Regions from separate parts of the Sus scrofa genome. Here regions 2 and 3 are each linked to region 1. Evidence: chromatin contacts called from public Hi-C data. All regions are on one chromosome and are shown on one strand. Each heading gives the region's core, a stretch centred on a gene start, on an enhancer-like site or on the middle of the called end of the contact. The rest is flanking DNA. Distances are from core to core; before and after follow the strand shown.

Region 1 (2,700 bases), core at 68-2,567:
GTTTTCCCTTTCACTCTCCAGTTCTCCACAGAGATCATTTCATAGCCTTATGGGATTCCAATCTGGGCATGGTACTTGAGATTTTTTTTTTCATTTTTACGTCTGCATCTGTGGCATATGGAAGTTGCCAGGCTAGGGATCTAATCGAAGGTGCAGTTGCAGCCTACATCACAACCACAGCAATGCCAGATCCCAGCCGTATCTTCCACCTGTGCCACAGCTTGTGGCAATGTTGGACACAACCCATCGAGTGAGGCCAGGGATCCAACCTGCATCCTTACAGAGACTATGTTGGGTTCTTAACCTGCTGAGCCACAATGGGAACTCCTATTATTTGAGATTTGAACACTTTTTCTTCTCTATTTTTTTTTTTTTTTTTTTTTTTGGCTTTTGTCCTTTTTAGGGCCGCACAGGTGGCATATGGAGGTTCCCAGGCTAGGGGTCTAATGTGAGCTGTAGCCACTGGTATACGCCACAGCCACAGAATACCAGATCTGAGCCGAATCTGTGCCCTACACCACAGCTCACAGCAATGCTGGATCCTTAACCCACTGAGTGAGGCCAAGGATTGAACCCCAAACCTCATGGTTCCTAGTCAGATTCGTTTCTGCTGCGCCACAACGGGAACTCCTTTCTTCTCTATTCTTACTTCTTATTCTTTTTTTTTTGTTGTTGTTGTCTCTTTAGAGCTGCACCTGCGGCATATGGGGGTTCCTAGGCTAGGGGTCCAATTGGAGCTGTAGCTGCCAGCCTACGCCACAACCACAGCAACTCGGGATCCGAGCCGCATCTTCGACCTACACCACAGCTCACAGCAACACCGGATCCTTAACCCACTGAGTGAGGCCAGGAATCGAACATGCCACCTCATGGTTCCTAGTCAGATTCACTTCTGCTGTGCCATGACGGGAACGCCTTACTTCTTATTCTTATGGGACTATTCCTATATTAAACATGAAAATTGTCCTTTGTCATGTTTGGCTGAAGTTAGTAGATTTAATTTTTGGTGTCTCACCCCTCAATCCTGATTCTGTGGATAGAGTGAGGGAAATTAAGGCTTTCACTGTATCTTGACTTTAGCTGTTTGGGTGAGCCATCATATTTGAGATACTATTTAACATTATGGGGAGATAAAAATCTAGCTGAGACTCAAGGAGAAGTGTAAACAAGGTCACATGAATAAGAGAAAGAGCAGACCTTTGGTTAATAGCTAAACCCAGGGTTAGTTAATGATCAGTGGAGAACTTCAGTGTAGTCTGAATTCTAACCTGCCTAATCACGGGACCAATTACACATGGTCAAGTAATCAAGTTAAAATAAATGGAAAGGGTCAGTTAATCATCACTTAAGTGAAGGGCCAGTTTGGTGAAGTCAGCAGTGTCTGACAATGTGTTTTCCTAATCCATGAAGTTGAATAACTGATCCAAGAATATTTAGATTGTCTGATTCAGGCTTCTGCTCACATTTTCCTCCCATAGTCACACCTTTATTGACCCTCATATCTCAAATATCAGCCCCAATTCTACTTCTTACCCTGCTTTATTTTACATCGTAGATGTTACCTCTCACATTTTATAATGTACTTGTTTATTGTCTGCTTTTCTTAGCATAATGTTTTTTCAAGGTTAATCCATGTTGTAGCTTATATTAGAACTTCATTAATACCTCATTCCTATATGACCAAATAATATCCCATTATATAGATGGATATGTTTTGTGTATCCATTCATCAGTTGAGAAACATTTAGGTTGTTTCTACTTTTGGGCTGTTATAAATAATACTGCTATGAATTTGTGTACAAGTTTTTGTGTGGACATATATTTCACTTCTCTTGGATATATACATAGGAATTGGATTAATGGGTCACATAGTAAACTTTCAAAAAATTTTTGTTATAATTGATTTATAATATTCTGTCAATTTCTGCTGTACCCAGAAATTGACCCAGTAATACATTTATGTATATTCTTTTTTTCACATGAAACTTCCATCATGTTCCATCACAAGTGATTAGATACAGTTCCCTCTGCTATACAGCAAGTAAACTTTTTTTTTTTTTGGCTGCACCCGTGGTATATAGATGTTCCTGGGTCAGGGATCAAACTCAAGTCTAAGCAGCAACCCAAGCAACTACAGTAACTGCCAGATCCTTAACCCAATGCACCAGAAGATAACTCCTATTCATTCTCTCCCATTTTGTTGGGCCCTTCACTTTATTATTATTATTATTATTATTAATGGTTGCTTTTTAATTTATTTTTAATTTTAATTAATTAATTAATTTTTTTTTTTTCTTTTCAGGGCCACACCTGTGGCATATGGAAGTTCCCAGGCTAGGGGTTGAATCAGAGCTGTAGCTGCTGGCCTAAACCACAGCCACAGTAATAATAGTTCCAAGCCATATCTGCGATCTACACCACAGCTTGCAGCAATGCAGGATCCTTAACCCACTGAGTGAGGCCAGGGATCAAACCCTCTTCCTCATGGATACTAGTCAGCTTCATTACTGCTGAGCCACAAAGGGAACTCCAAGGGCTCATCCACTTTAAAATTAAGTACATGAAGTTCTGGTTGTGGCTCAGTGGAAATGAATCTGACTAGTATCCATGAAGACACAGGTTCAATCCCTGGCCTTGCTCAGTTGGCTAAGGATCCAGCATTGCCGTGAGCTGTGGTGTGGGTCACAGACGCTGCTTGGA
Region 2 (2,700 bases), core at 125-2,624, 65 kb after region 1:
GGGGCTGGGAAAGCGTTGAAGATGAAGGGTGGCACCCAGATCCTCAGCCCATGCATCCTGTGGTCAACCATTGAAAACTATGTTCTAGGCATGTTGCCCCCATGGTGGAGGTGCAAATTTAGAGTCCAATCTCGTCTCCAAGCTCTTGCAAACTCTAGTTAGGAAAGGCAGCACAGAACACTCAAACGCACAGCGGAGGAAGGACCGCTTGTCAAGGGAGAAGACGGGAGGCTAGTGGAAGGCTTCCGCAGGGGAGGTGAAGACGGGGTTTGTAGCTGTCTGCTTGAAAAAGGACTGACTGCATGTAGAGGCACAGACCTGGGTGCAGATACACCCGCTGGAATGAAGATTGTGGAAATAACACCAAGTAGTCTGGTCCTGAGGTCTCTTAAGGCCTCAGCAAGGAATTTTAAGACTTTACCTGGCCAGCAAAGGGGAGCCAGTTCGGTCTGGTAGTGGTGTGGATTGAAATGGTGACACTGGAAGCTGACACATTAGGGAGTTGTAGCAAACATTCCAAGCAAGAGAAAAACAGGCTGAAACTGGGACATAAGCAGAATGCTTGGAAAGTATGCCTATGTAGGAAGACAGCACGGTTAGAACTTGTGACTGGTACTGGAGTGAGAATTCCTCCCTGCTTTCTGGTTTGGGGAGACCTAGTGCATAATGGTGCCAATAACCTGAGTGGGAAAGGTAAGCTCCTTCCTGGAGAGCGCCATTCGGAACCCTCCATTTCCAGCAACATCCCACCTACTGGGGCATTCCTGGTGCCCAGAAACAGGTTTCCAGAAACCGCCGCAGAGTTTCCGACCTCTGCCTTTCAAAAGTTCAACCTTGATACTGGCAACCAACAGTATCAAGATGGCGGCACCCTAAAGACTAGTCATGTGACCTAGGGTTTCCCTCGCTGGAAGCCGAGCAGTTCGTTTGGGGGCAAAGTTCACCTGTCACAAAACGGGGGTCAGCCCTTCGAATCTCGCGAGCCAGTCGGCGTTTGAGACTGGGCCACTCCGGCGAGGGGATCGCTAGATTGGTCCTTTCCACTCGCTCAGCCAGCGGCCAATCACGGAGCGCCATACTTTGCGGATCCGCCCGTAGGCGGGGGAGAAGCAAGAACGTCGTCACAGCGTGGCGGCATTGTTACCTAAGGGCTTGAGAGGAGGTGGTACGTGCGTTGATTGACAGACCGATTTCCCCTACCGGGATTTGAGAATTTGGGGCAATCCCCCGCCTTAGGGGTGGGGTCTTATTTGATTGCCAAGTAATATTCTCCAATGGACTCCTAGCTCGCCGTGATGGGCAGGCTGCTTGACTAATGAATCCTCGGCGTGGCCGGCGCAGCTCTCCAATCGTTGGGCGGCGGGCCCCAGTCTGAGCGGCGATGGCGGCGGCGGCGGCGGCGGCAGCAGCAGCGGGGGCTGCGGGCGGTCGGGGCTCCGGGCCGGGGCGGCGGCGCCATCTTGTGCCCGGGGCCGGTGGGGAGGCCGGGGAGGGGGCCCCGGGGGGCGCAGGGGACTACGGGAACGGCTTGGAGTCTGAGGAGCTGGAGCCTGAGGAGCTGCTGCTGGAGCCCGAGCCGGAGCCCGAGCCCGAAGAGGAGCCGCCCCGGCCCCGCGCCCCCCCAGGAGCTCCGGGCCCTGGGCCTGGCTCGGGAGCCCCCGGCAGCCAGGAGGAGGAGGAGGAGCCGGGACTGGTCGAGGGTGACCCGGGGGACGGCGCCATTGAGGACCCGGTGAGGGAAGGAGGGCGAGCGAGCAGGCCGGCGACCGGCCGGCCGGGTCACGGGAGGCCCAGAGCTCGGGCGAGCGGGAGGCGGGCGGGGGGTGGGGGTGGGCGGGGAATAACGTGGCTGGGGCCGGGCTGGGGACGCAGCATCGACCGCCAGAAGGGGCCCAGCCGGGTGGATTCGGACGTAATGGGTGTCTAGTGTTGTTCTAAAAAAGGTAGCTTGATTTTCTTTTTATCATGACCCTCGCGTGGGGCAAGGGAAATGGCAGAGCATGGCTGGGGCCGCGCGCCGATCGAGAGCAGGGCAAAGCCCCTGCGTTGGTTCCTCTTAAGCTCTTCTCCATACCCTCCCCACTCATTGTAGGAGCTGGAAGCGATCAAAGCTCGAGTCAGGGAGATGGAGGAAGAAGCTGAGAAGCTAAAGGAGCTACAGAACGAAGTAGAGAAGCAGATGAATATGAGTCCACCACCAGGCAATGGTGAGTAACTGGCGGTTACACGCGGATCCCAGGTTCTCGCATTGGAAGGGTTATGGGAGCACGGTTCATATGGGATTGGATGCTCCATACCTTGGAGCTGCTTGTCTGAGCAGTTATTGGGCAGGTGCCTCGGTCGTAGTCCGTTGTGTGTTTCTGACCTTTGTGAGACCGAGTCTGTTTTGGTGATGGTAGTCTTGTGCCTCCCTTTGTTCCTGTTACAAATGTGTTGCTCTTTGTTCTTAGTCTTTCTCTGCCCTTTGTGAAGGTTGCCAGCTGGCATTTGACCTTCAAGTCCAATAGTTCTCTCAGTTGGAGACCCTTTAGTTAGGAGTCTTAAGAGAACTGCTCAGCTTCAGGGGGCTTCCTCTCTAATCCAGAAACGTCCAATCTCAGCCCACTTAATTTTGTTCACTTTCCAGATCATTGCAACCAAAGCTATTCAATAGGGACTTGATTTGGGGTTGGGAGGGAATTCCTGTACTGTTGTGGTTTT
Region 3 (2,700 bases), core at 157-2,656, 110 kb after region 1:
TACCACGCTCGTTGCCTGTGTCCACACTGTGTCAGCCTCCGGACGGGTTCCCACATGGATCCCCTGGGTAACTCAGAGCTGCTGTACCACAACCAGACCGTCTTCTACCGGCGGCCGTGCCCTGGACAGCAGGGCGCCCATGATAGCTACTGTCTGGAGCCCAGGCTCTACCAAGTCTCCCTGGCTTGCGTGTGTGTGCGGCCCCGTGTGATGGCCTAATGGAGCCACCCATGGCTGGGCTCTGGTCGAACACTGGAGCTGGGTGTACAACCACCTGCCACTGTGAGCTAGGATGCCGGAGCATTCAACCCCTCCAAAGCACCACCAAAGTCTCAGGATCTTGGGAAAGGATTTTGGGGGGGACCGCACTTTGCACTTTTTGAAGTGGATGGAAAATGCAAAGTGAGTCCAGGGGAACAGTGGCTGCTTATGGCCCCTGGAGGCTGGTGTCCTGGCATTTCCTCCTGGGAAAGGTCTTCAAAGCTCTGCCTGTTTCCATCTCTTCTTTCCTCCCATCCCCAGCTGCCCTGGTACAGCACAGGCACTTTCTGATATTTTCCCCTTCGCCATGGAGAACCCTTCATTTCGTTCATTCGTTTGCTCATTCATTCATTCATGAAACACTCGGTAAGCACCTACTTTGGATGCTCTATTTTATACATCCTGGTGTAGTTACTTTTGACATGGGTGCCTCTGAGGAAGAGACTGTTCCTGAGCATGAGGAGAATTATCCAAATAAATCATCTGTATTTAAAAGTGGCCTAATTTGTTGTTGGCATCCCTCGTGCCTGAGCATCTTGTGGTCCCCAGCCTGGCCCCTTCTCCTCCCCACTGGCAGCCCTCACCTACTGCCCTCTCCCACTGCCCTCCAGAGTTTCCGCTGGACCCCCCCAGCCTTCCCCTTCCCTGGATCCCTGGCCCAGCCGTCAACACTGGGGTGGGGGTCAGGCTGCCCTCCTGGCATGCTGGAGAGACAGAGGCCCATTGAGGCACTGCAGCAGGCACACAGCGCCCCCTTGTCCCCCCAACAATCTGCCTTTGTCCTCAGTTTTGGCTGCTGTAGCTTGGTTCAGGGGCTGCTGCCTGGGCTGGGCTCCAGCTCCCACCCTCCCTAAAAAGGAACTGGGAGAGAGGACGGTGAGGAAGAGGTTTAAGGATAGGGAAGGGGGACACAGACTTCCTCAGGCTTGGGTCCTTGGGGGCTCCTAGTCCAAATGCTTCTGGGTCACCTCTCAGCTCCTCCCAGTTTCTCCAAGGACCTCCTCCTCCCCCCTCCCTCTTCTGCCCTCAGCAGCAGGGTTGGGCTCTGAGTGAGGGGAGGGTTGACCACTCCCCCCTTCCCTGCCCCTCCCTTCCCATGTGCCTCCTGGGGGGCAGTGCAGCCACCAGCAGGACACTCCCAGCAGCTGCATGAAGGCCCATCTGGGCAAGCCTCCTCCGCAACACTACAGCCGCCTTCTCTGGGCCCCACAGCAGGCCTGCCCACTTCACTTTCAGGTTTTGCTTCACTTTCAGGTTTCAGTGTCTTCCTGTGCCTGTCTGCGTCCCCATCCTTCCAGGTTTCCATCTTCCTGTTTCCCCTCCTGGGCTGGTGGCAGTAGGGGGCTGCGCCCAGTGGGCCCTGTGGAGATGCTCAGTGCTTGGGATCGCCGGGACCGGCCCCGTGAAGAGGTGGCAGCTGCAGGGCTCCAGGGCTTCGCCGTGGACAAGACCTTCCTGTCCTCCCTCAAAGGCATCCTGCTGGAAACTGAGCTGGTAACAGCTGCCTCCCCAACTTGGAACCCTCGTCTCCCAGCCTTGCCCCCCCTCCAGCCAGGGCTCACCCCTCAGCCGCCTCCCTCCCCAGGCTCACAGACACCCTTCCTGCCCGGCTCCCCTCCCCGTATCTCCTCCCCTGTCTTCTTGCTGCCTCTCCATCTGGAGGTGGTCACAGTAGGCTTCAGTTGCAGCAGGAAGGATTGAAGTTAGAGGACAGCTCTCTGGGACATTGGGGAGTGTGAGGCACAGGAATGGGACAGGGGTGACACCAGCCAGCCTTTCCCTGAGCTCTAAGATGGCCTCTTCTTGGCCTTTTCCACTATCAAAAAGGGCAGAATTCCTGCAGCCCCTCTTTATCTGTTGCCTGCTCCCTATGAACGTCTGTCCTCAGGAAATGATCTTCCCCGTGTCACTTGGCAAGACCTAAGTGTGAACTTAAGTCTTTTGCACATATGCCGTCCTATATCATCAGAGCTGAAGGGACCCCAGAGTCCCCTGTGGAGCATCGGCTTTTTAAACCTTGCCTGTTGGTGTGGAACCAGAGGCTCTGGTCCTTGTTAGAGGAGTTTTAAGCATCTGGAAGTAGGGAAAGTGTTAAGGGCAGGGGTCCCTCCTGGCGCTGCAGGCTGCTGTGGGCACCACTCCAGGGGGCGGTGTTCCCATTGTTCTCTATGTTCAAAGGGGACCCCTCTCTTGTGGCTCTCATAGAATGGTGCCCCCCGGAGCCATGCAGCTTGGCCAAAGCGCTGGGGCTGCTGGGATCCTGGGGCAGGGGCAGCCAGGGCTGGCAGAGGCAGGAGGCTGGAGACAGCCACTGATGGGCAAAGGCCCTGGATGTGGCTCCTACCACCAGGGATGGGGAGACCTCTAAGGCCAGGTGGTGGGGCAGGCCGAGGGAACTTCTGATAAGGGGAAGGCAAAGGCCTGGCTCTACCTGCATCC

Evidence for each region. Hi-C and Micro-C count contacts between places; a contact is called where the count stands out from the background.
Region 2: a Hi-C map of liver shows a contact between it and region 1, with 1.7 times the contacts expected there. The contact joins the promoter of PABPN1 here to the enhancer-like site in region 1. A contact is called at or near these places in 11 of 47 Hi-C or Micro-C datasets (brain, embryonic fibroblasts, fetal skeletal muscle and 7 more) and 2 of 2 datasets of contacts at active chromatin or transcription factors (alveolar macrophages and skeletal muscle).
Region 3: a contact with region 1 is called in a Hi-C map of fetal liver, with 1.6 times the contacts expected there. The contact joins the promoter of CMTM5 here to the enhancer-like site in region 1. A contact is called at or near these places in 1 of 5 promoter capture datasets (liver), 26 of 47 Hi-C or Micro-C datasets (adipose tissue, alveolar macrophages, blood and 12 more) and 1 of 2 datasets of contacts at active chromatin or transcription factors (skeletal muscle).

Annotation. Positions count from the first base shown.
Region 1 is chr7:75,820,483-75,823,182 of Sscrofa11.1, reverse strand. The region is part of intron 4 of RNF212B (RING finger protein 212B); the gene reads left to right. Among named protein-coding and RNA genes, the nearest start is that of RNF212B, 9.6 kb to the left of the region's middle. Within about 2 kb of position 1,317, at least 8 of the 83 cell types and tissues checked have an H3K27ac peak or open chromatin away from gene starts, as enhancers often do. A contact at or near this core is called in fetal liver and liver, where this site is marked.
Region 2 is chr7:75,755,196-75,757,895 of Sscrofa11.1, reverse strand. PABPN1 (poly(A) binding protein nuclear 1) reads left to right here and starts at 1,374. Exons shown (of 7, transcript NM_001243548.1): 1 at 1,374-1,732; 2 at 2,093-2,207. The coding sequence starts at 1,382.
Region 3 is chr7:75,708,515-75,711,214 of Sscrofa11.1, reverse strand. CMTM5 (CKLF like MARVEL transmembrane domain containing 5) reads left to right here and starts at 1,406. Exons shown (of 5, transcript NM_001244546.1): 1 at 1,406-1,755. The coding sequence starts at 1,630. IL25 (interleukin-25) reads left to right here. Exons shown (of 3, transcript XM_005666258.3): 3 at 1-762. The coding sequence ends at 219.